2 separate regions of the Oryctolagus cuniculus genome follow, and region 2 is linked to region 1. Evidence: chromatin contacts called from public Micro-C data. All regions are on one chromosome and are shown on one strand. The core of a region is the stretch at or near the end of the contact, and the rest is flanking DNA. Distances in the headings are between cores, read along the strand shown.

What was found. Hi-C and Micro-C count contacts between places; a contact is called where the count stands out from the background.
Region 2: a contact with region 1 is called in a Micro-C map of ear pinna, with 5 times the contacts expected there. The contact joins the promoter of FHIP1A here to the enhancer-like site in region 1. A contact is called at or near these places in 2 of 6 Hi-C or Micro-C datasets (ear pinna and psoas muscle).

Annotation. Positions count from the first base shown.
Region 1 is chr8:13,000,036-13,005,104 of mOryCun1.1, reverse strand. The region is part of intron 4 of FHIP1A (FHF complex subunit HOOK interacting protein 1A); the gene reads left to right. Among named protein-coding and RNA genes, the nearest start is that of GATB, 200 kb to the right of the region's middle. Within about 2 kb of position 2,959, at least 2 of the 8 cell types and tissues checked have an H3K27ac peak or open chromatin away from gene starts, as enhancers often do. A contact at or near this core is called in ear pinna, where this site is marked.
Region 2 is chr8:13,200,046-13,205,114 of mOryCun1.1, reverse strand. It overlaps FHIP1A (FHF complex subunit HOOK interacting protein 1A), which reads left to right and starts at 2,812. Exons shown (of 12, transcript XM_051819359.2): 1 at 2,812-2,951.

The sequences.
Region 1 (5,069 bases), core at 1,710-4,209:
GAGTATAAGAAAATGGGTCATCCTAGGAGTGAGCCAGACCTAAGGAAGCCACAGTGAGTGTCTCAGGAATCGTGATCTCCATGGGACTGGAGTGTCAGAGTTGGTAAGTAGGTAAAACTAGGCAGCAGACGAAATCAGGGACATAGAAATATTGGAGTTTGATGGGAGGAGAGGACATTAAAGCCAAAAATAAGGAAAAGTCTACGTCATATCAGGAATCAGCCTATAGAATTGCAAAGAACGATGATACCACTTGGGCAGCAACCTTGGGGCCCTCAGGATAGAGTTTGTTGGCATTTCAGTGCAAGTTGTGTTCTAGGCCGGCGCTGCGGCTCAATAGGCTAATCCTCCACCTAGCGGCACCGGTATACCAGGTTCTAGTCCCAGTCGGGGCGCTAGATTCTGTCCCAGTTGCCCCTCTTCCAGGCCAGCTCTCTGCTGTGGCCCAGGAAGGCAATGGATGATGGCCCAAGTCCTTGGGCCCTGCACCCCATGGGAGACCAGGAGAAGCTTCTGGCTCCTGCCTTCGGATCAGCATGGTATGCTGGCCGCAGCGCGCCAGCTGTGGCGGCCATTGGAGGGTGAACCAACGGCAAAAGGAAGACCTTTCTCTCTGTCTCTCTCTCTCTCACTATCCACTCTGCCTGTCAAAAAAAAAAAAAAAAAAAAAAAAGTTGTGTTCTAGCCAAGAAGCTTCTTAAGAATTCCCTCCCAGGGTGGGAACCAATCCCAGGGTGTGGGCCCCACAGCCTACTTGTAAAAGCTACACCCTGGGTGTATCCTCCTGCAAGGGAAAAGGAGGTAGTCTGGGAGGGCCTGACACCCAAGAAGAGAGGTTAAAGATGTGTGGCAATACAGGCAAGTCAGCACCTTGCGGAGCATTGTGTATTCCATGACTCAGAAGCCTTGGTTTTAACACACCCGTCTTCCAGGCAGTAAAACACCGGGCCAAGGCTGGAAATGCTGAAAGTGGTCTTACTCTGTTCCGTTCCAGAAGATCAACAGACCTTCTATAGCTGACGGTTAATTGTTTCTCTGCCCATTAACCCAGAAGGCAGTGTAAAGGAGCAGGGTAAAGGTGCTTCACTTTAAAAGCTGTTTAAGTAGTTTGCATTCTGTATGAAAATCTTGGTTCTGTTTTTAAGGTTTAATTACAGCACAAAAAGTAGATCTGTTTGTAAAGGAATGCACTGGAAAGAGTAATATAAATTAAGATTAATTCATGAGAAAAATATAATTTGTGATCATGTAGAGTTTTGCTGTATGTTATATACATTTAGATATGTAATATTTGCATGTGTATATTGCATAAATATATGTGTATTTATATGTATATATTTAGGAGTTTCTGAGATTTAAGAGATTTCCAATTACTGCTTTTAAATGAGTGGGTCCTTTCATTTGGTATTATTACAAAATTATTCTTTTATTTTTCTTAGAAAATTTGGTCAATTTATAGGAAATAATGAATTAACTTTAAAATATCATTTATATTTCTTCAGACTCACTTCTAAGCATGTATACATTTACCTTTTAAGAAAATTATTTTTGTTAGAGAGGCAGAGAGAAAAAGATAGCAAGAGAGAGAACGAGAGCACATGCTACCATCTACTGGTTCATTCCCGAAATGCCTGAAGTGGCAGGGGCTGGGCTGGAGCCAGAGCCAGGACCCAGGAATGCAATCCAGGTCTTCCATGTGGGTGACAGACATGAGCCATCACTGCTGCCTCCCAGGATCTGGATTGGTGGGAAGCTAGAGTCAAGAGCTGGAATCGAACCCAGGAATTCCAGCAAGGGATATGGACATCTCAACTTATAGATTCAATGCCTGCTTTAGTATATGTGTTTTCAACTTACATTATTTCATGTATATATTTGCATGCAATTATATAATTCATTTAGTGTTTATTTTCCATAGTTATATTATATGTTGATATAACATTTTAATTATTATTTTACTCATAACAAGGTTGATACTATTTTTATTTTTCATTATTGGAAAATATCATTGGTGTGAACATTTTTAAACAAATTTTTGAGTTGTTTCCTGGGACATTTTCCCCAAAGTCAGATTAATAATTCAAAGGGCAGGGACAATTTTGTAATTTCTGTTACATATTGCCAGATTGTCTTACAAAAAGATTGAGCTAATTTCCTACACTACTGTCAATGTGTAAGGCACAGTCCCAGTTTTAGACAGTTTAGACAGTCTGAGCACACATGAGAAGTGTAATTACATTTTTACCCAGAGGCTTAGCTGTAAAGATAGCTGTCATAAGTAAACTCAGTATGTGGACTTTGAAATTACAGAACTGATAAAGTGGGTAGCAAATTTGTTCTTCAGAATGTAGAGCCTTGAATTGAGGGATTTTAAGGGCTGGAGAGTGTGTGGTGTTGAGGCAGAGGCCTCTCTAGGACCAGTGTGGTACTGATTGCACCGTATGAGATGCTCTCTAGGCCCAGAGTAGAGGGAAGTGAGCACAGTAGGTCCTGGGTTTCTGCCACTGGTGAGGTCATCAACCTGTGAGGGGTTCTGGAGGGCTCCTCCTTGGAGGTGGTGGGGTCAGTGGTGGGGTCGTCTGCATACCCTGGAGGCAGGCATGCAGCAGAAGAGAAGTCCAGTGGCTCCAGTGTAGCCAGCAGTGGTCCCTGTACATCCTGGTAACTGCTGATGGGAGGCTTTCCTCATTGAAAATGTCAACTCAAGGGTGTGGAGGTGACACAACATTATTGACTTTATAATGGAAGTTGATAGAGATTATAGATTCTACAGAAATGCATTCATTCTCTCAGGATGTAGCTGCCCAGTCTATAAAGATTCCTTTCCCCTGCTTCTGGCAGGAGAGAAACATAGATCTCTCCCTGAGAAGTAAGTTTTCTTCATTGCTCATGCCTGCTGACATAGCACTGAACATTTTCCAGCTTCCCCAGTGACTTCGCAGAAATCTTGTGACCTAAATACAGAACATGCTTTGGCACATCTTAGAACTGGGCTGGGAGAGTACTGCAAAAGACAGACTTTCCATACAGTTCAGAAAGGCAAAAAGTAACAAAGATAAAACCATCAGTAAAACATTTTGTTGTTTAAAAAATTATCATGTGTATACATTTTAAAGGGAATAAATTATGGGTATTGTGGAAATTCCAAGTCATAAAGTTAAATAGAAATTGAGATATAAGATTGTTTTAATGTCCAGGTTCCAAAGTAGAAATAACTATTAGTAAACAGAAAGGGGTAGGAAGCAATCAAATGCCAGCAATGGTAAGGGACAGACACAGACCAAGGACTTGATTGAGAGATTTATTTATTTATTATGGTTAATTGATTTGTGTGTGTAGTTCATATTAAAAATGTGCCACCTTAATTATTTTAAATGTATAATTCAGTGGCATTTATTACATTCACAGTCATTACCGCTATTCCCAAACTTACACTTTTAGGATTTATTTTGTAATAGATTCTTGTAGAATTTTTCAGTTTAAAAAGATGCAGGATTCAAATCTTTAATTTTGTAGTTTTAGCACATTCCCTATTTTAGGGTTGATTATGCTACCTACAGATCTCTTTCTCATCAGCTTCCTTGTTACTGCTGCATGCATGATTGAAGAGGACCCACATCTTAGTAGAGGAGGGAAGGATATCATGTGGTCAGAGACGTACCAGTAGGTTTGGGGTGTTGTGGCCCAGTGGATCAAGCTGCCACTTCAAATGTCAAATGCTGGTATTGCATATCAGTGTGCCTGAGTGAGACCCATATCTTCTGCTTCTGATCCAGCTTCCTGCTAATGCACCCAAGAAGACAGCAGATAGATGATGGCCTGTGTTCTTGGATTCCTGCCACCCATGTGGGAGACCTAGATGGAGTTCTGGGCTCCTGGGCTTGGTCTTGCCCAGCCTTGGATGTTGTGGGCATTTGGGGAGTGAACCAGCAAATGGAGGGTCTCTTTCTCTCTGCCATTCGAATAAACAAATCTTTAATATATATATATATATATATATATATATATATATATATATATATAAGTTACTGTGTTAATTCTACTAAAATCTCCAAAACAACTCTATTTGTAGGAGAGTATGGAAAGTTAGGTTTCCTTTTACTTATTTAACGTAATTTAGCATTTTAAGAGAAATATTATATTATTGACAGTTTAGAAAAGATTTAAGAACTTGTCATTTTGAATATAAAATGTCATTTTTGCATATTTCTTTTCACTGTTTTCATATATATGTCTTTGACATAGTTGATAATTATGGATCTAACAAATACAGGTAGCTTACTTTTTCATCTAATATACCACTTACAGTTTTTCCTTTTGCTCAGCAGTCTTTGTAATAAGAGTCCAAGGAATGCATGTGTCTTAATTCATAGAACCATACTATTTTCTTTGTTATGTAGGCTGGCAAAATATTAAGCTATTTTAAATTATTTAGTTCATTTATTTGAGAAGGGAACAGAGAATGAGAGAGAGAGAAATCTCTTATCCACTGGTTTACTCCTTAAATACCTGCAGTAGCCAGTGGAGGGCCAGGCCAAAGCCAGGAATCTGGAGTTCAATCTGGGCCTCTCACATGGGCAGCAAGGACTTGGCTGCTTGAACCATCACTTCTGCCTCCCAGGGTGTGCATTAGTAGGAAGCTGGAATTGGGATCAAAGCTGGGAATTGATCCTCAGCATTCTGATATGGAATGCAGGCATCCTAAGTGACATCTTACCTGCTGTACCAAGCATCCAAATTCTTGTAATAATTTTAAATGAATATCTTCTTTTCTTTTGAAAGATTTGTTTATTTATTTGAAAGTCAGAGTTACACAGAGAGAGAAGGAGAGGCAGAGAGAAGGGTCTTTCATCTGCTGGTTCACTCCCCAAACGACCACAATGGCTGGAGCTACACTGATCCGCAGCCAGGAGCCAGGAGCTTCTTCCAGGTCTCCCACGCGGGTACAGGGGCCCAAGGACTTGGGCCATCTTCTACTGCTTTCCCAGGCCATAGCAGAGAGCTAGATCAGAAGTGGAGCAGCCAGGTCTCGAATTGGTTCCCATATGGGATGCCGGCACTGCAGGTAG
Region 2 (5,069 bases), core at 1,563-4,062, 200 kb before region 1:
GCCACTGTGGCCATTTGGGGAGTCAACCAGCAGATGGAAGAGATCTCTCCCTCTGTCATTCTGTTTTTGAAATAAATAAATAAATCTTCTAACAAAAAAATCTTCCCAGCAGCATTAGCAGGGATTTGGATCAGAAGTAGAGCAGCTGGGAATTGAAATCGCTTAACCTGCTGTGCCAGAATACCAGTCCCCAACCTGTTCCTTTCAATGTTCTCCTCCATCCTTGTTATAACAGTTTCATCCCCAGCTGCTCAGGCCAAAAGCCTCAGGGTCACCCTTGTCTCTGTTCCTTCATACCCTGTATTCAATCTCGAAACGCTGTTAACATCGCCTCCACCTGTCTCTCTCTCCAAGTTCCTGCCACTTGCTCCTGGGTTATTTCAATAGCTTCCTGTCTCTGTGCTTCAGCCTTTACCCTCTACTGTCTGTTCTCAATCCAGCAGTCAAAGTGATTCTATTACATGAGGAGGCTTCTAAAACTGTGGAAAAACAGAATTAAAGCATAAGTTTATTTTGACATAAAAATTTGAAACCCATGCATATTTTTTCAAAATATTCATTTTCCTTGAACTTTTTGATGATCTCTCAAATGTAGGAAGGTACCACTTTCCAGTTCTCTGATGGTTCCCAGTTCTGGTCTGTTTCACCCTCACCTCTTCTGCCTTAATCTTTTCCATTCTTCCACTCTGCCGTGTTGGTTGCTCCTAGAATACTAAGGCATGCTCTGGCCTCAGGATCTTGCAGTTGCCGTATTTCCTGCCTGGAAAGTTGTCCTCTCAGATAGCCTGCTTCAGAACTTCCCTGAGGTCTCCGAATTTCACCTCCTCCAGAGGCTTTCCTTGATTGCCCTACTGAAAAGATCACGCCTCATATTTCTTAAACATCCTGTTTAATTTTTTTCCATGACATGTCTAATCATCTGTCAGTCCACATATTTTTCTTTTTTGTCCATCGTCTCCCAACTGGAAGGTAAGCTCCATGAAGTTTGGAATTTGATGTCTGTGTTCTCTGCTCTGTCCCAAGCCCTAGCAGAGTGCCTAGCACGCAAAAAGTTTCATTTAATGTTTGTTGAATAAATGAATGATTCTCCTGCATCCCACTGTCAGAGCAAGGCTCTGGTGGCCTGCTGTGCAGAACTTTCCAGCTTGTACCCTGATCTCTATCTCCCTTGCTCTTTTCCAGCGTTTCCTTAGGCGCCACTTCTTTCTTGCCTGCACTGTCACAGGTGAAAGGGAATTCTGAAGAGTACTGAAGGCAGGTACAACCTGCGTTCCTGCTGCCAATCTCAAGCCCAGGATGGGCGGTAGACAGTTACAGAAAAAGTGGAAGCGGGCACTCTCCAGTGACCATGCTTGCGGGAGCTTGAAACTAGATATGCCTGATTTGGGTTATCTCTGGATGTCAGGCAGCAAGAATGAAGGAAGGAAGACACTTCCTCCAAAGGAGGATTTGGTGAGGCCCTAGCCCGAGAGGGGACGTTGTTGTGTGGAAACCCCACACATCCTCCTTCACTAACTGGGCCACAGCCCCACCCCCTGGGATTAAGGTTCACCTCAAGTTTCAGCCACACCAACCACAGGGCCATGAAAATGCCCAGAACTTCTAACCAACAGTTTCTGATTTCTCCTCCGGGACTTAAAGTCCAGAAAGCAGAGCCTTGACTTTGCCGCCCCAGTACGTAAGGGGCGTGGGAGAGGAGGTGGCGCTGCCTGCTTGGCACCCGGCTCGGAGGGCTGGGCTCCAGGAAGGGTTCTGAGGTACCCGGCAGGGCCAAAGGCCACCCTTCCCGCGCAGGGTGGCGGGGACACGGAGCCCTCCCACCCTCCGCGAGCCAGGAGTTGGGCAAATTTCCTCTGCGTTGTGGAACCGCGCAAACCGAAGCGTTCTCAAGTATTTTGGGGTGTGAATGGGGCGGGAGGGAATTGTCAGTGAATACGTGACACACACTCCTCAAACCCACGAACTACTCTGGGGACCTCCAGATTACCCCTAAAAAGCAGCGCACAACACCTGGCAGCTCCCATTATTAACGTCTGCTGAGGCCGATTTCCCCCTGCCCGCTTCAGGGAGTTTGCCAGCAGAACAGGCGAACGTGTTCATCACTGGCCTCAGCTGTATTGGGTCTGCGTTACCATTTTTCAAATCCAGACCTCCGGAGGGAAAAGAAAGGCGTATGGGGGAGACCCGGGAGTGCGTCGGGGAGCCGGGGGGAAGTGAGAGCTCCAAAAACGGCCCAGGCGGGGGCAGAAGGGGCCTTCGGGCCGGGCAGGGCCAGACACGTTTCTAGTTTTTTGTCGGGCGGTGTTGTGTGAGGAGGTGACGTCCCGGCGAAAGGCTAGCCCCCAAGGGCGCTGCGTCCTCCAGGGCGCCCCAGTTTTAAGTTTCTGTGGAAACTTTCTCTCCGAGGCTCCTCCCCCTTCACCTTGGAAACCAGCGCGGAGCAGGCGCCTGGCGCGGCCAGTTTCCCGGGCGCACCTGGAAGCCAGGGCAGGGACGGGGCCTGGGCGGGGCCTGGGCGGGGCCGGCGGCGCGCTCCCCGGGGCCCGCCCGGCAGGTTGGGCCCCGCCCCGCCCCGGCTCTCGCCCCGCCCGCGCTCCCGAGGGCGCAGAGGGGCGGGGGCGAGCCCGGTACTCGCACGGCTCCGGCGGCCGCTGACGCACCGTCGGAAAGTTGCGCTCCGACCTTTTTCTTCGCGGTACTCCTGTGGAGTTTGAGCCCGGCCCGGAGGACCTGGGCCGAGACCTGTGAGCGGCGTCCAGCCGGGGCGCGGAACACGCTGTTCCGGACGGGGTGAGGAGCCGGCTCTGCCTTCCTCGCCGCGCCTTGGCGTGGGTGGCGGCTCTGGGGGCCCGCGCCCCCCGGGGCTGTGACATAAACTTTCTGGGCTGTTCGGAGCCGCTGGCCCGGCGAGTTCCACACAGCGCGGTGAGGAGGAGCCGCGACGCTCACAGGTACGTGGCGAGCTGACCCGAGCTTTGCGTTTGAAGAGGAATTGTTTAGGGTCGGAGGGGCAGGGAGAACCCCAGTTTCTCTCCCTGCTGGATACCCGGCTTGGGCCGCAGGAACAGGTACTGGAGTAGGCGCTGGCCGGGAATCGTCCCGCTGGGAGTCGCCGCGTCGGGCCGGGGCGCGGCAGCGCGGAGGTGGCTTCCAGGGCTGCGGGCTGCGGGCTCCGGGACGGGACGGTACTCGGTGTCTGACCCTGGTGGAGAGGGGGACGGCTTGTTTTTGCCCGAGGAAGATGGCATCAGGGCTCTCCACCCCTTTTCTCGGTCCCTGGGGCCAGAGAGCCTGGGTCCCGCGGGAGGAACGGGCGAAGGCGTAGAGATCAGGAGCTCGGTTTTCCTCTCCAGACCTCCTGGCGGTGCGGCTCGGAGGTTTGTGGCACTTTCCTGCCGTGAGGACTAGGGTGGCGGTTGCTCAGTTTCCTGAATTCTCTGATGAAACTGCGTTCAGGTTGTGGTGGTTGATTGATTGATAGTGGGTGTTTATCCGTGTTTTCCCTGGCACCAGCAACGCTCCCTTGTCAGTCCCCGCTCTGCCAGTGAGCAGAACTATTTGCTGTCTTATTTCCAGCCGGGCCAGAGAGAGGTGTTGGTTGGGGCGGTAGCCTTGTCAGTCTGGAACTTTGGGAATCACGTGAGCAGGTCTGGTGAATTAGCCCAGTTCTGTTCCAGCCTCCTGGACCCATCAGTTCCTAACAGGTCCTGCTGCTATCGGTCAGCAGGTGCTGCAGCCCCAGGAATGCTAGGGCGGGGAAAAATCTTCCCCTAGAGGAAAAGAGCCCAATACTGAGGGGAAGAGACTGCGTTCAGGAGAGGAGTGTGAACCTCCTGCCAATTGTTGCTTCCATGTAGGCTGTGCCGGCGCCCTTTGCTTCTCTGGAAAGGCTCTGCTATCAAATTCATCTCATTAAGAGGTCAGCTGCTCCCTGCTAATAGGCACAGCAGCCCTGATGAAATTATATAGGTCACTGAAAAATAATTCCTGCTTAATCACCTTTATCCTGTTGGTTAACGAGAGAAAAGATTTCCTCTCTTAATGTACCGTGCTTGCATGTCAGGGTCACCTGCCTGACCTCAAGTTCACTTGTGCACCTGATGTTGGACTGCACTGGGTTTTCTGAAGCTGCTGTTTGTAGAACTTCGGTGTTCTTTAGACACAAATTGAGCGGAAAATTCAGTCCATAAATTTACTGATTAATAGAGCATACTCCTTGGCGTTGGATAACTTTTCAGACAATTAAGGGCTGATTTTTTGTAGCTCTAATCAATCTCTTTCCACAAAGCTCATAAGAATTGTGTCCATGCCTGTGTTGAAATAAATTAAGTTTGGGGTCCCATTTGTTATTTGTCCTATGGCTTTTAGGAGTGGGATTAAACAGTATGGCTGAATGGAAAACGCAAGAGAAACTGTGCATCTCTAAAGTAGATCCAAGCTCTCTGCTGTGGCCCGGGAGTGCAGTGGAGGATGGCCCAAGTACTTGGGCCCTGCACCCCATGAGAGACCAGGAGAAGCACCTGGCTCCTGGCTTCCGATCAGCGCGGTGCGCTGGCCGCAGCGGCCATTGGAGGGTGAACCAACGGGAAAGGAAGACCTTTCTCTCTGTCTCTCTCTCTCTCTCACTGTCCACTCTGCCTGTCAAAATATATATATAAATAAATAAATAAAAAAAAAAAGTAGATCCAGAGAATGAGTTAGAGTGATGTAATAATTTAGGTCCAACTTCCCAGCTAGCTTCCTTGCCCCTAACGTAAAGATACTAAGTTGTACCACTTCTGCTAGAGGCCTGTGAGCACTAAAAATGAATGTTCTCTCTATCTATAGAGTCAGAGTAGTGCTAGACAGTTCTGTACTCTGCTTCCCAAGTGTATGTACTTCACAGCACGTTCTCTGCAAGGCTCTTTCTTTTTAAATTTTTATTTCTTTGGAAGGGGAGAGAGAAAGAAAATATATTTTCCATCTTCTGGTTCATTCCTCATGTGATTACAACTGCAGGGCTTGGTCAGGTCAAAGCCAGAAACCTGGAACTCAACCTGGTCTCCCACGTGCTTGGCAAGTCCTTGAGT